Linked DNA regions of Mus musculus: region 2 is linked to region 1. A link is a contact called in public Hi-C data. All regions are on one chromosome and are shown on one strand. The core of a region is the stretch at or near the end of the contact, and the rest is flanking DNA. Distances in the headings are between cores, read along the strand shown. Region 1 has its middle 35 kb from the start of Vmn2r95. Region 2 has its middle 140 kb from the start of Vmn2r96.

Evidence for each region. Hi-C and Micro-C count contacts between places; a contact is called where the count stands out from the background.
Region 2: a Hi-C map of the G1E-ER4 cell line shows a contact between it and region 1, with 4 times the contacts expected there. The contact joins two enhancer-like sites. A contact is called at or near these places in 5 of 484 Hi-C or Micro-C datasets (CD4 T cells, the G1E-ER4 cell line and Th2 cells) and 1 of 115 datasets of contacts at active chromatin or transcription factors (thymocytes).

Annotation. Positions count from the first base shown.
Region 1 is chr17:18,456,509-18,460,935 of GRCm38.p6, forward strand. No RefSeq gene overlaps it. Among named protein-coding and RNA genes, the nearest start is that of Vmn2r95, 35 kb to the left of the region's middle. Within about 2 kb of position 2,218, at least 17 of the 459 cell types and tissues checked have an H3K27ac peak or open chromatin away from gene starts, as enhancers often do. A contact at or near this core is called in the G1E-ER4 cell line and Th2 cells, where this site is marked.
Region 2 is chr17:18,716,193-18,720,619 of GRCm38.p6, forward strand. No RefSeq gene overlaps it. Among named protein-coding and RNA genes, the nearest start is that of Vmn2r96, 140 kb to the left of the region's middle. Within about 2 kb of position 2,164, at least 12 of the 459 cell types and tissues checked have an H3K27ac peak or open chromatin away from gene starts, as enhancers often do. A contact at or near this core is called in the G1E-ER4 cell line and Th2 cells, where this site is marked.

The sequences.
Region 1 (4,427 bases), core at 968-3,467:
TTCCAGGAGCATGCGGGAACACCTACTGTGTCATGTAGGTGAATTATGACCATTGGGGTTCAGACCTCAGTTTGACTGGCGACCAGCCTGCAATTCCCCATGCATCCCCTAAGAAAGTACCTAACTCTCACACAATTAATTATATATTTATTGAGAGAAGTCTAGCATAACTGTCCTTTGAGAGGCTCAAAACAGCAACTGACACAGACAGAGGCAGACATCTACAGTCAAAAGATATATGGAGCTATGGAAGAACAGGAGAAAGGTCTGGGGTATCTAATTGGAAAGGATATCAACAGGAAGACAAACAGAGTTAACTAATCTCTACCCTTGCACATCTCAAAGACTGAATCACAAAATAAAGAATATTCATGGGCTGGAAGTAGGCCTCCCTGTACATGTGTAACAAATGAAATGCTTTGTCTCTATGTGTCCCCCAACAAGTGAAATGGGGGCTCTCCCTAAAGCTATTGCCAGTCATTGGAATATGTTCTAAATGCTGGAATGCCTTGTGTAGTCTCAGTGGCAGAGGGTGTACCCAGCCTCACAGAGATTCTATATGCCAGGGTGGGTGCATACCCAGGAAGGCCTCCACCATTTAGAGAAGAATGGTAGGGAGGATAGGGGGAAGGATTGTTGAGGGGGAAATAATAACAATAATAAACTTAAAAAAGGATCTTATTTTCCTCATTGTCTGTTTCTCTTACTGTTATTATAGGTCTTTCAGGTTTCTCTGCAGATGTGAATGTCTATGCATATGTGAATGTATGCATATTTGTATGTCTAGATGTCTGTATGTAAGTATGTATGTATGCATGTGTGTATGCATGTATGTATATGTAATTTATCAGCCTTGTACATATCTATCTCTGTGCTGCCTCTCTCTCCCTAAGTATCTAATATATCATATTACATGTCTCTTTCTATCTCTCTACTTATTTTTGACTCTCTGTCTTTGATCTGTCTCTTTCTGATTTTTTTTTCTGTCTATCACCCATTCATCATCTATCTCTTCCTCTGTATTTTTTCCTATCCAAGCTATATGTATATATCACAGATACTGGGGACACATGATATAGAGTTGTTTTAGATAGTCATTCTATCAAGGCAGAGAAAGAGTAATGGAAGGATCCAACTAAAAAGAGGGTTATTTTTTGTTGTTTTTTTTTCTCTTTTTTAAAATATTTTTTATTATTATGTATTTTCCTCAATTACATTTAGAATGCTATCCCAAAAGTCCCCCATACCCTCCCCCCCACTTCCCTACCCACCCATTCCCACTTTTTGGCCCTGGCGTTCCCCTGTACTGGGGCATATAAAGTTTGCAAGTCCAATGGGCCTCTCTTTCCAGTGATGGCCGACTAGGCCATCTTTTGATACATACGCAGCTAGAGTCAAGAGCTCCGGGGTACTGGTTAGTTCATAATGTTGTTCCACCAACAGGGTTGAAGATCCCTTTAGCTCCTAACTCCTCATGTTACTGAGAATGAGGATATATAATATCAATTTATAGCTAAATTTATACAATTTATAGCTAAATTGGCTATAAGCAAAATATAAAAAAAAAGTCAATGCTTCCTGACTATTTGTTGCTGTCCCTTCAATATTCAAAGATCTCAATTTTTCTAAAATATTCAAAACGGCAACATGTAGGGAAAAAATCTGAAGTTCAAAATAAATAGCATATATCAAGGCAAGTACCCAACTAGCACACCAAATATATTTGTTCTAATTACACAGCTCCATACCTCTCAGTTGTTGGAGACCAACACTGAGCCATAATCAAAAGCTCCCCTCCCTTCTTGAGAAACTTCTAACCTTTTGAAATAACAGCTGACAGAACATCAAGATCAGATAATAGTACCTGCAAACTTCCTGAGAAAAACCACAGAATGTTCCCTGAGCTAAGAGTAGATAGCATCTTATGCAGAAGCACCCCTGCCCTGGGCTGAGGCATGGGCAAGTTTTTCCCTCTTTACTTCCTGCTTCTTACCACTTATATTCTTTAACCTTGCTCACAATAAACAGAACTTGACAATCATTACTTGGTCTTGCCCCTTCTTTCTTGCCCATTTCTATTTCAGGCATGGTACCCCTCGGACCCCTCGGACCCCCTCCCCTCCCCTCCCTGCGGGTCAGGACAAGTGGCGCGCAAAAGTGGGGTCCAAAGTACGGACCCACACTGGATGGAACCCATTTTCCTGAGGTCACCATGACAAGCTATGAAGTCGCTTTGAGGAGCGCTCTCAGCACTCATGAGGGAATGAGTTTACATTTCTCCATCCTCTAAAATGGGCTGAAAACTTTCTAAAGAGGCAAGCTTCATTAAGGATCTCAAAGCCTCTCTAAGGGAAAGAGGAGTTAGAGTTAAAAAGAAAATTTGACAAATTTTTAATCTTGGGATTGCCAAACAATAACCAGCTCAACTTGAGACCCATCCCCTGCCTAACTCTCACACAATTAATTATATATTTACTGACAGGAGTCTAGCATAACTGTCCCTTTAAAGTGTCAAAACAGCAACTGACTCAGACAGATGTAGACATCCACATCCAAACCATATTTGGTGCTATGGAAGAGGAGGAGGAAGGTTTTCAGAATCTAATGGGAAAGGATATCATCAGGAAGACAAACAGAGTTAACTAATCTCTACCTTTACAGATCTCAAAGACTGAATCAAAAACTAAGGAATATTAATGGACTGGAAGTTGGCCTCCCTGTACATGTGTAACAGATGAAAAGCTTTGTCTCCATGTGTCCCTCAAACAAATGAAGGGGGGGTTATCCCTAGATCTATTGCTTGTCAGTGGAATATGTTCTAAATGCTGGAATGCCTTGTGTGTGGCAGAAGGCATATTCAGCCTCACAGAGACTTTATACACCAGGGTGGTTGCATACCCAGGAAGGCCTCCACCATTTAGAGAAGAATGGTAGGGAGCATAGGGGGAAGGATTGTTGAGGGGGAAATAATAACAATAATAAACTTAAAAAGGATCTTATTTTCTTCATTGTCTGTTTCTCTTTCTCTGTTATCAGTCTCTCTGCTTTCTCTGTATGTAAATATGCATAAGTGAAGGTATACATATTTGTATATCTATATGTCTGTATGTAATTATGAATGTATGCATGTGTGTATGCATATACATATATGTCATTTATCAGCCCTCTATGTATCTATCTGTGTGCTGCCTCCATCTCCCTAAATATCTAATATATCAAATTACATGTCTCTTCCTCTCTCTCTACTTATCTCCGACTCTCTGTCTTTGATCTGTCTCTTTCTGACTTTTTTTCTATCTATCATCCATTCATCATCTATCTCTTCCTCTGTATTTTGCATATCTAAAATATATGAATCTGGGCATGGTGGCACACGCTTTTAATCCCAGCACTCTGGAGGCAGAGGCAGGCGGATTTCTGAGTTCGAGGCCAGCCTGGTCTACAAAGTGAGTTCCAGGACAGCCAGGGCTATACAGAGAAACTCTGTCTCGAAAAACAAAAAAGTATGTATGTATATAGGTACACACACACACACACACACACACACACACACACACACACACACACATATATTTATATGTATATATCAGAGATACTGGGGACACATGAACTAATTATTCCACAACAATATTGTTTAAGTTTAGACCCACACTTACTAGGAAAGAATAAAAATGGATACTATTGTCAATATTTTTTTTGAATACAAAACTCTGATCAATATATCAGTTCACCGTTATATGAGTTGTCCCATACTTTAATAAATATTCTATATTTAGATTATTTATGTCTCTCTCAGTCATGAGAAATGAACTCATATAAAGCACTTAAGAGGACAATAGTATTTCATTTAGTTGTTTTAGATCGATTTCAGTCTATCAAGGCAGAGAAAGAGTAATGGAAGGATCAGACTAAAAAGAGTGTTTTCACCTCCTTACCTCATAGAGAATGAGAAGCAGGTAAATTGTCTGTAAGCAAAATATAAAAAAATTGTCAATGCTTTCTGACTATTGATTGTTGTCCCCTCAATATTTAAAGATCTCAAAGTTTTTAAATATTCAAAACAGCAACATGTTGGTAAAAAGTCTGAAGTGCAAAATATATAGCATATATCAAGGCAAGTACCCAACTAGCGTATATGAAATATTTGTTACAGTTAGATAGCCTCATGCTTCTAAGTACTATAATACTTATTATCTCTGTCTTGGTCAATACCCAATCTTAAGTATATCTTTCTTTGTAGTACATTTCTGTACAACACAAGTCCTATCCAGGCCTTGTTGCAGGCAATTTGAGTTTGCTTTGTACTGCAGTCAGAGTGTCTAACTGAATTCTTAGTAGAAGCTTCTACATATCCCTCAATAAAGTTTCATTTCTGCCTGTTGCGTACTACCTTGTTGATGATTCTACCCCAATTTGCTGGCAACTGA
Region 2 (4,427 bases), core at 914-3,413, 260 kb after region 1:
CACTCTTCAGGGTGTGGTAAAGGGGCAGCCCAGCCTGGGGACCCCCAAGAAACTACTTTGCTAGAGAGACCATGGTTTTGGGAGAAAGGGAAGAGGGAAAGAGTTCCCAACACTCACCAGAGTTCACAGTGGAACATGAAGGAGCAGAGCAGAGACTCTATGGTTTTAGAGCTTTATTATAGAAATACAGGGGAAAGAGAGAAGGTAGAAAGGAGGAAAAGAGAAAGAGAGAGAGAGAGAGAGAGACGGAGAGAGAGAGAAGAGAGGAAAGAAGAAAAAGAGAAGGGGAAGATGAGAGAGATGTGAGAGAAGAGAGAGGTGAGAGAACAAAGGAATAAGAGAATGAGGGGTGGGCTGAGCACCCCTTTTTATAGTCTTCACTGTTGCTAGGTAACTGCGGAGGAGTTTAGCCTGAAGGTCAGAAGCTTGGGCCATTGCTTATGTGATACTGACCATGGTTCTCTTGTGGGGGTTGTGGGAGGTGGTACCTTAGGCAGGGGCTGGCTTTCCAGGAGCATGAGGGAACACCTACCGTGTCATGTAGGTGATTTATGACCATTGGGGTTCAGACCTCACCTCCACTGGAGACCAGCCTGAAATTCCCCACATATCCTCTGGGAAAGTACCTAACTCTCACACAATTAATTATATATTTACTGACAGGAGTCTAGCATAACTGTCCTTTGAGAGGCTCAAAACAGCATCTGACACAGACATGGGCCGACATCCACAGTCAAAAGATATATGGAGCTATGGAAGAACAGGAAGAAGGTCTGGGGCATCTAATTGGAAAGGATATCAACAGGAAGACAGAGTTAACTAATCTCTACCCTTGCATATCTCAAAGACTGAATTACAAAATAAAGAATATTCTGGGTGGCAAATAGGCCTCCCTGTACATGTGTAGCAAATGAAAAGCTTTGTCTCCATGTGTCCCCCAACAAATGAAGTGGGGGCTATCCCTAGAGCTATTGCCTGTCATTGGAATATGTTCTAAATGCTGGAATGCCTTGTGTAGTCTCAGTGGCAGAGGATGTACCCAGCCTCACAGAGAATTATATGCCAGGGAGGTTGCATACCCAGGAAGGCCTCCACCATTTAGAGAAGAATGGTAGGGAGTATAGGGGGAAGGATTGTTGTGGGGGAAATAAGAACAATAATAAACTTAAAAAGGATCTTATTTTCTTCATTGTCTCGTTTTCTTACTCTGTTTATAGGTCTCTCTGCTTTCTATGTATATAAATATGCATATGTATGCATATTTGTATGTCTATATGTCTGTAAGTATGTATGTATGCATGTGTGTATGCGTGTATGTATATGCAATTTAACAGCTCTGTACATATCTACCTCTGTGCTGCCTCTCTCTCCCTAAGTTTCTAATATATCATATTATATGTCTCTTTCTCTCTCTCTCTCTCTACTTATCTCTGATTCTCTTTCTTTGATATGTCTCTTTCTGCCTTTTTTTTTTTTTTTTTGGTCTATCATCCATTCATCATCTATCTCTTCCTCTGTATTTTGTCCTATCCAAACTATGTGTATATATCACAGATACTGGGACACATGAATAATTATTTCACGAAAATATTGTTTGAGTTTAGACCCTCATTTACTAGGAAAAAAATAATATTATAGTCAATAATTTTTTAAATACAAAATTCTGTTCAATATATCAGTTCACAGTTATAGGAGTTGCCCCATACTTTAATAAATATTGTATATTTAGATTATTTATGTCTATCTCTATCATGAGAATTGAACTCATATGAAGCACTTAAGAGGACAATATTATTTTATATAGTTGTTTTAGATAGATTTCAGTCTATCAAGGAAGAGAAAGAGTAATGAAAGGATGTGTCTAAAAATAGTGTTTTCAACTCCTCACATCACAGAGAATGAGGAGCAGCTAAATTGGCTATAAGCAAAATATAAAAAAAATGTAAATGCTTTCTGACTATTTGATGCTGTCCCCTCAACACAATGATCTCAATTTTTCTAAAATATTCAAAATGGCAACATATAGAAAAAAAATCTGAAGTGCAAAATAAATAGCATATATCAAGGAAGTACCCAACTAGCACACAAGATATATTTGTTCTAGTTACACAGCTTCCAGTTGTTGGAGACCTACACTGAGCCATAATCCAAAACTCCCCTCCCTTCTTGAGAAAATTCTGACCTTTTGAAATAACAGCTGACAGAACATCAAGATTAGATAATAGTACCTGCAAACTTCCTGAGAAAAACCACAGAATGTTCCCTAAACTCAGAGTAGATAACATCTTATGCAGACCCACCCCCACCCCCAGGCTAAGGCATGGCAAGTTTCTCTCTCTTTACTTCCTGCTTCTTACCACTTATATTCTGTAGCCTTGCTCACAATAAACAGACCTTGACAATCATTGCTTGGTCTTGTTCCTTTTTTCTTGCCCATTTCTCTTTCGTGCGTGGTCCCCCTCAGACCCCCTAATGACTGAGTCCTACGGAACGGGAGAAGTGGCGCCCAAAAATGGGGCCCGAGGTACAGAACCTCGCCAGATGGAGCCCATTTTCCTGAGAAGGTCACCTCTACAAGCTATGAAATCATTTTGAGGAGTGCTCTCACTGCTCCTGAGAGAAAGTCTTTCTTGATGAGTTTACATTTCTCTATCCTATAAAATGGGCCAAGAACTTTCTAAAGCAGCACACTTCATTAAGGATCTCAAAGAATCTCTCAGAGAAAGAGGAGATAGAGTTAAAAAGTATGATTTGACAAAAATTTTATCTTTGTCTCCCAAGTCTATAAATGGTTTATAATAGATGGACCAGAGATTCATCTGCTTAAATGGGAAAAGGTAGGACATGATCTTAATGAACTTTTAAATAAAGAAGGACCAGATGCAGTACCTACTCAGAACTTTAGTTATTGGGGTCTTATTAGAGATGTCATTAAGTCATCCTCAACTGAGGCAGGCAAGATTGTTTAATTGGCTGAGGATTTCCTTAACCAATTTCTCACTAGGCTTCTTTGTCCACTGTAAAGATTGCAGACCTGCAGTTGCCACAACCTCCCTCACTATTCCCCTCCGTTATTGTTGATATGTCTTCCCCAGAGGACCCGGCTGCTCACCCCAAAAAGCCTGTCCAACACCTCTATCCTCAACTGCCCACCACTGCAGCTGCATCCAGTGAGCCAAAATTAAAAGAACTCCATTTTTAAGAAACCTCACAACAATAAGATAAGTTCCTCTGAGGAGAGTCATTTCGGGGACGAGGCTGCCTGATATTGCAACCCTGATTGGCCACCCATTGCGAACACAGTGGCACTTTCTAGGCCCCCTCCTTATCCCTCCTCTCCTGAACTTTGTGCACCCGTGGTCTTTCTGCAGTCTCCACAAGGTTAATATCTTTCACAGGCAAAGAATCAGCTATCTAAACAAATTTCAGAACTTAAAGAGGGCCTAAATTTACAAAAACAGTTTGCTGATCTCTCTACAGAGGTCTCATCTCTTCAGGAGTCTGTGAGACAGACAGTTTTCGCTGATCCGTTGATGGCTCCGGTCCATTTCCCTGCTATCTCTGGCGGCCATCAGGCTCGAGGGATGGCCAGCTCGCCTCATTCTCACCCTAACAAAGCCTCCAAAAAATCTCATTCTAATAAAACCTCCCAGAGAGTCAGTTTGAGAAAATCCTTGGCTTTCCCTGTGTCAACATGCCAGAGTGACAGCAAGGCTTCCTCCTCAGAAGAGGACCACACTGCTGATACAGAAAATGGCAAAGAGGATGAAAAAGCAAGTGATAGTGAAACTGAAAATGTGACTGCTGCCACAGATCCCAAGGCCCTGCTGAGAGAGATGACAGAGTATAAAAGATTAAAGTTTAAGCCTCATAAGAATCTCAATACTGCAGTCAAAACTTAAGGTCCTAAGGCATCCTTTACTGTTTCCATGCTTGAAGCCCTCTCTGGAGGGGGAAACATCACTCCCACTGAGTGGTTTAGAACTACCCAGGTAGTTTTATCTCCTGTACAGTTTTTGTCTATGAAATCTGATTTTCTAGATAGGTGCCAATCTCTCACAAGGCAGAACCAGAGAGATCCCAAAGCATCCGTGGCTGAGTGGACTCTTGATAAACTCAAAGGATAGGGGAAATATGTGTCTGAGAAGCACCAACTTAAATTCCCCACCTGACTCCTGTCACAGGTTAATGAGGCTGCCCTTGGGGCATGGTGGGCTGTCCCTTCAAAGGGCTCTATGACTACCCCATTGACCAACATTATTCAGAGAGCTCAGGAGCCTTACAATGAGTTTGTGGGGAGACTCTTAGAAAATGCTGAAAAGGTCCTGGGCCCTGAGGAAAATAAAAACAAGTTTATAAAACAGTTGGCCAATGAGAATACCAATTCTGCCTGTAAGGCTGTTCTTAGAGGCCAGACTAAAAATAAG